2 separate regions of the Salmo salar genome follow, and region 1 is linked to region 2. A link is a contact called in public Hi-C data. All regions are on one chromosome and are shown on one strand. The core of a region is the stretch at or near the end of the contact, and the rest is flanking DNA. Distances in the headings are between cores, read along the strand shown.

Region 1 (6,725 bases), core at 3,168-5,667, 210 kb after region 2:
TTGTAATGTTCTTTGAGGAGTGGAAGGGTTATTATTTGTAATGTTCTTTGAGGAGTGGAAGGGTTATTATTTGTAATGTTCTTTCAGAGGAGTGGAAGGGTTATTCTTTGTAATGTTCTTACAGAGGAGTGGAAGGGTTATTCTTTGTAATGTTCTTTGAGGAGTGGAAGGGTTATTCTTTGTAATGTTCTTTGAGGAGTGGAAGGGTTATTCTTTGTAATGTTCTTACAGAGGAATGGAAGGGTTATTCTTTGTAATGTTCTTTGAGGAGTGGAAGGGTTATTCTTTGTAATGTTCTTTGAGGAGTGGAAGGGTTATTCTTTGTAATGTTCTTTGAGAGGAGTGGAAGGGTTATTCTTTGTAATGTTCTTTGAGTGGAAGGGTTATTCTTTGTAATGTTCTTACAGAGGAGTGGAAGGGTTATTCTTTGTAATGTTCTTACAGAGGAATGGAAGGGTTATTATTTGTAATGTTCTTACAGAGGAATGGAAGGGTTATTCTTTGTAATGTTCTTACAGAGGAGTGGAAGGGTTATTCTTTGTAATGTTCTTTGAGGAGTGGAAGGGTTATTCTTTGTAATGTTCTTTGAGGAGTGGAAGGGTTATTCTTTGTAATGTTCTTTGAGGAGTGGAAGGGTTATTCTTTGTAATGTTCTTTGAGGAGTGGAAGGGTTATTCTTTGTAATGTTCTTTGAGTGGAAGGGTTATTCTTTGTAATGTTCTTTGAGGAGTGGAAGGGTTATTCTTTGTAATGTTCTTTGAGTGGAAGGGTTATTCTTTGTAATGTTCTTTGAGGAGTGGAAGGGTTATTCTTTGTAATGTTCTTTGAGGAGTGGAAGGGTTATTCTTTGTAATGTTCTTTGAGGAGTGGAAGGGTTATTCTTTGTAATGTTCTTTGAGTGGAAGGGTTATTCTTTGTAATGTTCTTTGAGGAGTGGAAGGGTTATTCTTTGTAATGTTCTTTGAGGAGTGGAAGGGTTATTCTTTAATGTTCTTTGAGGAGTGGAAGGGTTATTCTTTGTAATGTTCTTTGAGGAGTGGAAGGGTTATTCTTTGTAATGTTCTTTGAGGAGTGGAAGGGTTATTCTTTGTAATGTTCTTTGAGGAGTGGAAGGGTTATTCTTTGTAATGTTCTTTGAGGAGTGGAAGGGTTATTCTTTGTAATGTTCTTTGAGGAGTGGAAGGGTTATTCTTTGTAATGTTCTTTGAGGAGTGGAAGGGTTATTATTTGTAATGTTCTTTGAGGAGTGGAAGGGTTATTCTTTGTAATGTTCTTTGAGGAGTGGAAGGGTTATTCTTTGTAATGTTCTTTGAGGAGTGGAAGGGTTATTCTTTGTAATGTTCTTTGAGGAGTGGAAGGGTTATTCTTTAATGTTCTTTCGAGGAGTGGAAGGGTTATTATTTGTAATGTTCTTTCAGAGGAGTGGAAGGGTTTGTCCAGTGTGTCACACTCAAGCATGGTTGTAAATGATCTCGAGGATACCAATTAGATGAACTGAACACTGATGGACTGTTACGAAACCCCCAAGATGGCTTAGTTGGTCAGTGGCCCTTATAAGTGATGTCATTGGTCAATTCCAAAATCCTTTATCGTACACTATGGTCATTCTTGGAATGGTCAAGTTAAGAGGATTTCCTCAATGTTTACACGTGTACCTGTTTTTACCATATACAATGATTGTTGTTCAGTCTTCCTCAATTTTACATCTTCTGCCTCCTTCCGTTATGGCAATTCTTCTAAAGAGAGAATTAATTTATCTAAAGTGTTCTAGAAACCGTATGAGGTTCCCTCTATGTTCTGTTAATGTTCTACTGGAGTATTGGCTTCAGGTGTTGTTGTGTCTCCATGTCCTTCCGGATGCTTTTTTTTTACCTATCAGAGAGCTGCAGATTCCAACCACAGGACTTCCAGGGAGCCACCGTCACCCCCGGTAACAGGTTACGCAAGACTGGACCTATAGTCTGATTTGTGTCACACCCAAAAGGACATGTGCCAGCCAATGGGAGCACTGTGTGTTGTACTCTGAAGTGTGTTCTGGTGAGATGTTTGGGAGTGCTCTGTGTAAGTATGCATTTGGTTGACACCTTGTCATGAGTACTGTATGTTCCCTCAGTCAACATTCAGCAGGGTGTAGTTCATGTTTATCCAAACATGGAGCCAATGGGTTTCTCACCTCAACTTGTCGTATTTCAGTCTACTGCAGTGGTTGTATAGGAGTGCTGGTACAGCCACATACCAAGTTGAGATGACACTATGGTTGGTGGAAGACAGTTCTTTTTGGGTAGATCGGCACACTGCCTACTTACAGCTATGGACCATGATTAGGAATGAAAACATAACAAAGGCTGTTTTGACCATTTATTGGTGCGATCTGTTAATCGACTGGATTTAACTTCACTAAAAGCAACCTTTTACAACAAAGGTGTAACATATCAGCCAGTTGGTAAATGAGTGACTATAGTTCAAATGACAGTAGCTACATCAGTATTTCATTCATGGACATGAAATTGACAACCATTAAAGCAGTGTCCCATTTAAGACTGAAAAATACAGTAGTGCCTAAACCAGAACTGAACAGATAGAACCGTTTGGTCAGTGACATCTAGTACATAGATTCCCCTAAGTTGTCTGGCTTGACAAAGTAACTTCACACCAACGTAATATTCATGCTCGGGTAAAAAAAAAAATGAATAATGAGGCAGGCAGGCTCAACTCAAAGTGCATGCTTCCCTTTGTACCTCTTCAAGTCAGTCCTTTATGGCCTCAGGTTAACAGTGGATGGGATAAGACAAGCTACACCATTACAGGTTTTACAAATACAAAGGACTGGAGCACATCCGTTTCTAGGAGTTTAGAGACGGACTGGGCTAGCCTGTTACAGATAACACATTTACACTAAGGATATATCCCAAATGGCACCCTATTCCCTACATCAGGCACTAATTCACCATATGTACTAGGGTACCTATAGGAGCCCTAATGGTAGTATAGATGGAAGGGTACGGTCTACTGGGCCCCTAGCAGGTATGGCACTAGGGCCAGAGCAGCAGCCTCGATGGAGAACAGGTGTGGGTCGTCCACGTGAGGGCAGCGCCTCCTCATGAACTCAGCCAGGCGGAGAAGGTACTCCAGATTGTGACCCGTCTTGCCCTGCCTGGTGGCAATCTGGTGCCCTATCACCTCAGGGCTGGCGGGCCCCAGGTAGAGTGGGTTGTCTGGGGTAGCAATGTAGAGGAGAGCCTGTCGGGTCTGGTTCGATTGGTCATCCTCGGGGATGAAGTCAACGAGCTTGGTGACGTAACCGCCGCACACGGCCTCGCGCACATTCAAATACTTAAGGGCCTCCTCGACCTGGGAACCGGTCACCTCGAAGGCCACGCCCCAGGTAGTTGCCTATTGGAAGCAAAACATCATTAGACACTTCATTCAAGCTGACATTTTGTCTAGAAGAACAGCTAGAGATGTCTGTTAGACAGGTCATTCAAAGAAGTGGATACTTTGCATTAATAAATATGGAAATGAGTGATAAGGTTTTGAGTTGTATGGAAAGTACATAACCCTAAAAGGCATCATTTAGGAGGAAGTTCCACTTACGTCATCATCCTCAATCAGCGTCACCACTCTTCCGGGCTACGTAGGAGAGAAAAATAGGTCAGCAACAACATAGACTAAAGCAATAGTTAACCATGTAGCACAGCGGCCACATCAGGGCGTGGTATCAAACTGTACACGAAACAATACTTTATGGTCATAGTAAATATTGATATTCATCTTACTAGGTCATCATTTCCACGATGGAAGTTGTCTCCGTGCCAGAAGCGTCTCTTGTAGCCATGGATGTAGCCTACCTTGCTACTCTTGTATTTGAAGTCAGGCTTCCACACCAGAGAGCCGTACCCGAAGATCCACAGACTAGTCAGGCTGGTCTTACCGGCGATGATATCTTTAGGCTTCATTTTGGTCGGGAACTAATTGATTTTCAAATGAAGCGACGGTAAAAAAAAATATATATATAATTGAAGAATAATTGGGTTGATGATTCAATTTATTAGCTAACTAGGTAATGTTAGCTTCCTTCGATCAAGGAGGAGCGGTATCGGTTGGCTCACAGTGATACCGCGGACGGTATTTGAGCCCAACTGCTTGGCAGTTGTGAAGATGGAGTATCGGAGTCCGTTTTGCCTTGCACGATGCATGCCGATGCATTAGTTTCGCCGCATACTGACTTAAAAATCCATAGTAGCCGCTTGGCTAGCTTTTCGTATCAAAATAAAACAGGCAAAAACCGTTTGGCTAGCTATCCAAGCCAGCCGGTAGTTTACGACGAACCGAGAATTTATTTATAAAAACCGTTTTAAAAAATAAAAAAAGGAGTTGTTCTTGAGGTTTCTTCGGAGAAAGCTTTACCCTCAGTCGTGTAGTCGTTCTCTCGCTAGCAAATGGCGTATTCTCACGGAAGCTTTATAGCCAAGAGTCTAAATGTGTTTGACAACAGGACTACGTTTTCAACCAATTATATCTCAGAGAGGCTGATTTTCACGAGCTGGTAGCGAATCAGAGATGCGTGTCCCAAATACGTAGGGAATTCGCAAACCATGCTCAAATTCTATTGGCGTTGAGGCTAAAATTAAAACACGCCCATGCCTTGCAGCGATTAGCTTGTAAAGCATCAATCATAACAGACTAACCTCTGATTGGGTACTTTTATACTGTCACTCCAGACAACTATGCATCTCATTATCCATGACTGGCTGATGCAATTTACTTCAGCGTTTCAGGCCAGTCAATAGCCCGAGACATTGCATCAGATTCATAGTAGATAACAAGCCTCTCAAATTGGGGGAGTTGAACAATCTTATCTTTTAACATGGAAAATATACTAATAAAGTCAAGTGGACAAATAGTGAAAGGTCAATGAAGGTTTAGGCCTAAATTAGATTTTGAATGATTGGAGGCCTATCCCTAGAAAATAAGGAATGAGCCAAATCAGAGTGTTCTTGAGGGACTTGTTTGGATCGTGTTTATGGTAGCCTATACATGCATGCAATTCGGCCTACGTTTGTCTGTGTCTGGGTATGCATTCGCAGATGTGTGTGTGTGTGCGACGGAGCGTGTGTGTGTGATTGAGGATGGGGAGGGGGGTTTATTAATGTGCCTGTGACATCAGAGTGCGCTTCCTCTGCGTCATACATGTTGGTTTACACCGGGGCCATGGTGCAGTACTGTAACCTAGCCTACTGTATACTCAACTCAAATATCCAATGGCACGAACCAAGGCCAACACCACGTACTGTATCCTCCTTCCCTCTTTCCTCTTTCACTCAGCTAGCTGTAAAAGCCACGTGCACTCCAATTATATAAGTCTATGGTGCACTCTAGGCTGTGGGCTAGACATTGTTCAAATCTGCCTAGACAAGTAGCCTATAGGTCTACTGTAATATACAGGATGTGCCTTCCTTCACACTGTACTGTACTTCACTGCTGCAAGCACCATGAAACTGATGAGAATAACTGTCTGGACGAGCTCCAGACTAGCTTAAATTAAACAAAAGCCATGTTAGTTACTATAGTCGATCCATGAGTTGTATCAAGCAGGAGAATCTTAATACAAGATTATATATAAATAGCTTGGCATTAGCTTGTATGATACGATTCAGACCTCTGTGTCAGCTGTTTATTATAAGTCTACTGTGTACAAGCCTTTCCTCTGCAGAGATTTACACCGAGTGGACAAAACATTAAGGACACCTGCTCTTTCCGTGACATAGACTGACCAGGTGAATCCAGGTGAAAGCTATGATCCCTCATTGATGTCACTTGTTAAATCCACTTCACTCAGTGTAGATGAAGGGGAGGAGACAGGTTAAAGAAGGATTTTAAAGCATTGAGACAATTGAGACATGCATTGCGTATGTCTGCCATTCAGAAGGTGAATGGGCAAGACAGAAGATTTAAATGACTTTGAACGGGGTATGGTAGTAGGTGCCTGTTTGTGTCAAGAACTCCAACGCTGCTAGGTTTTTTACACTCAACAGTTTTCTGTGTGTATCCAAGAATGGTCCACCACCCAAAGGACATCCGGCCAACTTGACACAACTGTGGGAAGCATTGGAGTCAATATGGGCCAGCATCCACGTGGAATGCTTTCGACACCTCGTTTTGTACAGTCAATGTAAATCTCCTATCACACCAGCCATGCCTTTCAAGGATTGAGTCAGATCCATCCACTTCCTCTCAATGTACTGTATTAAGCCTAGTTCAGGGCTGTTTTGCCGCATTCGGTCTTCACAAAGGTCCGCACTTTAAATTGATTATATTTTCACGGCAACAAAATAGTCCATCGCCTGACTGTCTAGCTTTCATTGACTGTCATCATGCTGGACAGAGTGAACAGACTGTAAATGTAGGTTCATTGTAATTTCTACAACATTTTGATTGGGTTTTAGTCCTTTCAATGTCGATTGAGATTGTTCCCCCCCAATTATGTTTCTAAAAAGAGCCCAGGCCTTGTTCAAGTTCACATAATAATGCCAACCTGATGAACCAATGAAGGAATATTAAATAAATATTCATTGAATATTTATTGATTCAATTATTTTCTTAGTGTTTCAGATACGTGTAGTGCATTCGGAAAGTATTCAGACCCCTTGACTTTTTCCACATTTTGTTACATTACAGCCTTTCTCTAAAATTGATTAAATAGTTTTCCCCCCCATCAATCTACA
Region 2 (6,377 bases), core at 1,784-4,283:
ATAGCCTGGTCCCAGATCTGTTGTCTACTTCTATAGCCTGGTTCTAGATCTGTTGTCTACTTCTATAGCCTGGTCCCAGATCTGTTGTCTCCTTCTATAGCCTGGTCCCAGATCTGTTGTCTACTTCTATAGCCTGGTCCCAGATCTGTTGTCTACTTCTATAGCCTGGTCCCAGATCTGTTGTCTACTTCTATAGCCTGGTCCCAGATCTGTTGTCTACTTCTATAGCCTGGTCCCAGATCTGTTGTCTACTTCTATAGCCTGGTCCCAGATCTGTTGTCTACTTCTATAGCCTGGTCCCAGATCTGTTGTCTACTTCTATAGCCTGGTCCCAGATCTGTTGTCTACTTCTATAGCCTGGTCCCAGATCTGTTGTCTACTTCTATAGCCTGGTCCCAGATCTGTTGTCTACTTCTATAGCCTGGTCCCAGATCTGTTGTCTACTTCTATAGCCTGGTCCCAGATCTGTTGTATCCTTCTATAGCCTGGTCCTAGATCTGTTGTCTACTTCTATAGCCTGGTCCCAGATCTGTTGTCTCCTTCTATAGCCTGGTCCCAGATCTGTTGTCTCCTTCTATAGCCTGGTCCTAGATCTGTTGTCTCCTTCTATAGCCTGGTCCCAGATCTGTTGTCTACTTCTATAGCCTGGTCCCAGATCTGTTGTCTCCTTCTATAGCCTGGTCCTAGATCTGTTGTCTCCTTCTATAGTCTGGTCCCAGATCTGTTGTCTCCTTCTATAGTCTGGTCCCAGATCTGTTGTCTACTTCTATAGCCTGGTCCTAGATCTGTTGTCTCCTTCTATAGTCTGGTCCCAGATCTGTTGTCTCCTTCTATAGCCTGGTCCCAGATCTGTTGTCTCCTTCTATAGCCTGGTCCCAGATCTGTTGTCTCCTTCTATAGCCTGGTCCTAGATCATTGTCTACTTCTATAGCCTGGTCCCAGATCTGTCGTCTACTTCTATAGCCTGGTCCCAGATCTGTCGTCTCCTTCTATAGCCTGGTCCCAGATCTGTTGTCTACTTCTATAGCCTGGTCCCAGATCTGTTGTCTCCTTCTATAGCCTGGTCCCAGATCTGTTGTCTCCTTCTATAGCCTGGTCCCAGATCTGTTGTCTCCTTCTATAGCCTGGTCCCAGATCTGTTGTCTCCTTCTATAGCCTGGTCCTAGATCTGTTGTCTCCTTCTATAGCCTGGTCCCAGATCTGTTGTCTCCTTCTATAGCCTGGTCCCAGATCTGTTGTCTCCTTCTATAGCCTGGTCCTAGATCTGTTGTCTACTTCTATAGCCTGGTCCCAGATCTGTTGTCTCCTTCTATAGCCTGGTCCCAGATCTGTTGTCTCCTTCTATAGTCTGGTCCCAGATCTGTTGTCTACTTCTATAGCCTGGTCCTAGATCTGTTGTCTACTTCAATAGCCTGGTCCCAGATCTGTTTGTGCGCTTACCAGCTCCATTGTTCATTGACATGTCAATGACTGACAAGGAGTTGGCATGATTGCACAAAGATTGAAACTCACACGATTATTGGTCTTCTTAACCAATATTTTCTTGGACAGCCGGCAGTCCATTTCATACAGATTGTCAAATTGCAAACTGCCTTATACCTATCATCCAATCTTTTCAGATATACACAAGTTCCTAGTGATTAGTGTCTACAGTTAGGGGGTTGATTAGTGTCTAGTTAGGGGGTTGAGTATGACTCTGTGGGGCCTGGTCAAAAATAAGTACACTATATAGGGAACAGGGTGTCATTTGGGATGCATACAAGCACACAATATGTCACTCACCTGCATCTCCTCCTTCTCATCCACCAGTAAGAAGCTGCACACCTTCTCCAGTTTTGCTTTCAGGGCCTCCATCTCCCCTCCATCCCCAGTATCCAGGCTACTATCCTGGGCTTTCACCGGAGGAGGGTAGGGGGTCACGGGGTGCTTCCTCTTGTTCACCCCGCTGTGGGTCCGCTTCTGGCAGTCCAAACAGAGGTTAATCTTACAGCCCTGGCAGCGCACCACTGCCCTCAGCCTTCCCCTGTTCACTCCAAATCCGCTGTTGTTCCCTTTACAGGAGTCACAGAAAGGAACGTGTCCAGAGGCGATGCGTTCCTGACGATGGAGCTCCAGCTCGCAGCGGACACACTGCAGGCTTCCGCACTCGTCGCATTCGAAGGCGTCGTCGTCTGAGCCGCCGCAGGCGTAGCTCTCCTGACACACCAGGATGGTGTTTATCCCCTTATCTACAGACGGACCTTGACCATTCATAATTAACACTTCGGTGTGGTATTGCTAACAAGTGCGCCTTTTATGCCGATAAATCTGTGCCTGAGGAACTGTTGCTGAAGAGTCGAAAACTATACTAGGATAACGAAACCAGACTGATGTAGAATATGTTTATGGCTATAGTCTATAAGGTGTTAAAGATTTAAATGTTTTCTTCTTTAGTACGTTATGGTAGTAGTCCCTGTTCTATACTCCCCAAAACACTTAGCAGATCACTTTGACAACAAATGACTCTAAGTTACAGATCTGTCCGTCTGTCAGCAAAACAATCACAACGATTTCCTACATACATGTCCGGACATGCAGCTAGCACCACCTGCAAGCAATCGATAGCTGTCAACCACCAAATAACATTGGCATTAGCTAACGTTAGTTAGCCTAGTGTTTGTTGTTGGCTAAGCCACTTTGAGAGTAGAAATTGACAACGGTGACTCTGTGCAAAAACAAATCTGCATATATATATAAAAAGAAAACACTTACATATTTGTCAGTTACTCTACATCAACTGAAACGACCCATCAACAAAAGCCTTCATCAAGCCAAAAAGATTCAGCTAGCTAGTTTGCCCAGATGTTTCCTAACCTAAACACAAAATAACTCAATACTCTTTTAATAAACAAACATGGTATGTAGTGTCAATCACAAAGATACCGTTGTATTTAAAAAAATATATAATAATATATATAATATATATATATCTTGTAAGGATAACTTCGCTGCCCAACAGCTTGATGTTGTTCACAGTTTCATCAGCTGATTGGCTTGTTTTCATCCAGAAGTCAAAGGTTAGAGACCGCGAAGCATCCTGGGAAATGTAGTATTACTCCTAAGAGTTGTTGTTTTGAATCGATTACATTCCCCACAATGCACCTCAAAGTTTGTAGCTTGCCAGTTAGGTCAAAGAGGTTTTCTCATCGATGTTGTCCTAGTTTTGTGCAATTAATAGTCAATACTGAGAGGAAGTGCATTCCCGGATTCATATATTTGCTGGCTTTGAAGTAAACTACTAGCGTATGAAAATATGTTAGTCATTGTTAATTTTGTTTCGTTTTTTTCAGTCTCCACATTGTTAGCTAGCTAGTAAGCTGTTTACTCACTGAAGACGTTAGAGCTAGCCTACATTAGTTAGACGATAGCTAACGTTAGCTAGACATCACTCCATTTCCAGCTATTGATATTCAGTAATTCAGAGTTTATGCAGAACGGTGACCAGCATTACAGCATGGAAGATGAAACCTACACGGACATCGACGGCAAGGCCATCTCTCTGGAGTGTCAAAGTCACTCGGGTTTCTGCAGGGAGTTCACGGTTAGCTCGGCTAAAGTCTCCATAGGCAGAGTGATGGCTTACACTTGCGCCGTCTGGCTATCGGCCTACATCATATTCTTCGTCACTGAGGTAAGGAGACTAGGGATGAGTCCCAAATGGCACCCTATTCGCTATACAGTGTAATAGTTTTGACCATGGCCCATGGGGCTCTCGTGAAATGTAGTGCACTATATAGGGTAAAGGGTTCCATTTGGGACTCCCACCAGATACCCACTGGCACCTGCGTCAGTGGTCAACAATCCAGTTCCTGGAAGCTACTGGGTGTGCAGGATTTTGTTCCGGCCTGACACTAACACATCTGATTCAACCAACTGCTCATCAGGTGTTGTGTGGTTGTATCAGGTGTGTTAGTGCAGGTCTAGAACAAAAGCGTGTCCCTATAGTGCTTTAGGGCCAGTGTCGGTAACCTACTAAGCTAGATTAATCATTTAACAATATAGCCTACACCTAATAACTAAGTATTATTGTTGTTGTGGCTGTTGTGGTTCAATCAGTTCAATGCTGGTCTCTTCTCAAAGTCGCTGTATGTGGCGCACCCTGAGTCTACAGAGAAATTATTTATATTTTTTACTTCAATGCCAGTCTCTTCATCTCTCTCCAGAACACAGCCGTTCTCTCCAGTGCCATAATCATCACCCTGGTCGGTATGATGGTTCACATCCACTTTGTGAAGGTGGACCATGAGACGCTGCTCATCATTGGTTCCCTGGGTGTCCAGGTGTCTTCTAGCTACGCCTCCGGCAGGGAGTCTACAGACTTCATAGAGATGGGGAAGATCAAAGACATAGTGATTAATGAAGCTATTCACATGGTGAGGAAAATCAAAGACATAGTAATTAATGAAGCTATTCACATGGTGAGGAAATAGGATACTGAGCTGTTTGTGTCATCTAGCCAATGAAGGTACATTTCCACAGTTGATTTGATCGTCACTAAAGTCGTTGACTGCTTCTCGTTCAGATGAATCTAGATGGATCCTGCTATGACTTATCTTAACCGTTGATGATTGGCAGGACAGCTAACAATGAAAGTCGCTTTGGATAAAAGATTCTGATAAATGGTATATACAGTATTATTATATTTTATTTTAAATGCCCATTTTTTTCCAGCAAACAGTCATCTACTACCTTTGCATCCTGTTGAAGGACCCCTCAGATCCAGAGGCAGTGTCTAGCGTGGTCCCGCTCTTTCAGGTGAGCTTCGGGATCATTATTCATCAAACATACTGTTTAAAATGCATGTCTGTATCTAACTAAATCAAATCAAGCTTTATTTATACATCACATTTCAGACGTGTGAAATGTCCTGTGTGCTTCACAGGAAAAAAAGTAATAAAATAAAACCTTTGGATCTGATGTAGTTTTACCCTGCGTTGAAGCCTTTCTCACCTCTATATTCACCTGTCTAATTATAGTCTACCTTTCATTCCTCTTTCAGAGCTCAAAACCAAGGCTGAACTGCCTGGTCAAAGTGTACAAGAGCTGCCAGGAGATTCTAGCTAAGTGCTGATGGTGATAATGTCATCCTGGTCACCAGGCATCTGGGTGAACCACATTGACGTCATGTTGGAAAAGCACAGTCGCTGACATCACTGCATACCAATGCTTCAAACCACTGACTTCACCGCATACCAAGTCATGCAACATGTTTTGAATATTTCTCTGATTATGTTATCAATTCTCAATGGAAAGAAAAACTGATGATACACCTGTCAAATTATTGTTTTATCTACTTTTATCTTTTTAATTATTATTTTCAAGTTATTTTCCACACACCAGTTTTTAGTGACGCAAGACAGGATCCATTAGGTGATCCCACTAAAATATACTATACTCTTAAGATTCTCAGTAAGAGAGTAGTTTATGAATGTAAGTCCTTATTTGGTGTTACCTAATGTTATTTACTTCTATGTCGTAGAATTTGATACATCTACTTGAACAGTGTTTACCTGTAACTATGTCCCTACTTGATAAGCTCGATAACTTAAGGATTTCCTGTTGGAACTATGAATTTAGAAATAACCTCTTTTTTCCTTAGATGCAAATTTTTATATTATTATATATTTACAGATATTGTATTCCATTTGAAGAGTTAATAGTATTTATCATGTAATTTAAATAAGAATTTGTTCTTAAAACTGACTTGCCTAGTTAAATAAAATAAAAATGTAATAAATTACTGTCACTAGCCGCTATTCTTTCCATCGCCAGTAGAGGGCAGGACCTACCACCTTTAACTCGGAACAGAACCACGTCCACCTGTCCCCATCGCTGTCGGCTAATGGGGATCCTAGGTTGCTATTATTTACTTGGAAAGCCGGCAGTCCTGCAATAAGTTCAGCAATACTAATCGTAAAATCTGATTTAAAACTGAACCCTAACCTTAAACGCACTTCTTATCTTATGCCTAACACTATATTTTTAAGACCAAAAAAGCAATTTTTTTGTGTTTCTGACATAGTGGCCTACAGCCAAATTATGCAGATGGTTGGTAAAGAAAAATATTAAGGATGAGCCTGAACCCAGCTGATCTAGACAGACAGACAGACAGAGACAGACACTGTCATATGGTCTAGATCTTCCATAACGGCGTCAATACGGACCGCAGGTATCATATAAACACACATAAGACATGGAAGAATGCATAGAATTGCAGGAAATTAGCTTTAAAACAGCTACAAAATATATCTGCACCATGCAAAATGTGTAGAATTGCGGGAAATTAGCTTTAAAACTGCAACATTTGCTCTCCGCCAACAAGAGTGGTGGGAACAGTT

Evidence for each region. A called contact is a pair of places that touch in the nucleus more often than the background predicts.
Region 1: a Hi-C map of gill shows a contact between it and region 2, with 3 times the contacts expected there. The contact joins the promoter of chac1 here to the promoter of LOC106608268 in region 2. A contact is called at or near these places in 2 of 3 Hi-C or Micro-C datasets (blood and gill).

What each region holds. Positions count from the first base shown.
Region 1 is chrssa06:87,548,779-87,555,503 of Ssal_v3.1, forward strand. It overlaps chac1 (ChaC, cation transport regulator homolog 1 (E. coli)), which reads right to left and starts at 4,418. Exons shown (of 3, transcript NM_001140335.1): 1 at 3,777-4,418; 2 at 3,595-3,630; 3 at 2,346-3,393. The coding sequence starts at 3,956. The coding sequence ends at 3,007.
Region 2 is chrssa06:87,340,050-87,346,426 of Ssal_v3.1, forward strand. LOC106608268 (zinc finger FYVE domain-containing protein 1) reads right to left here and starts at 3,034. Exons shown (of 13, transcript XR_006770347.1): 1 at 1,783-3,034. pigh (phosphatidylinositol glycan anchor biosynthesis, class H) reads left to right here and starts at 3,267. Exons shown (of 4, transcript NM_001140688.1): 1 at 3,267-3,670; 2 at 4,203-4,412; 3 at 4,711-4,794; 4 at 5,039-5,316. The coding sequence starts at 3,467. The coding sequence ends at 5,110.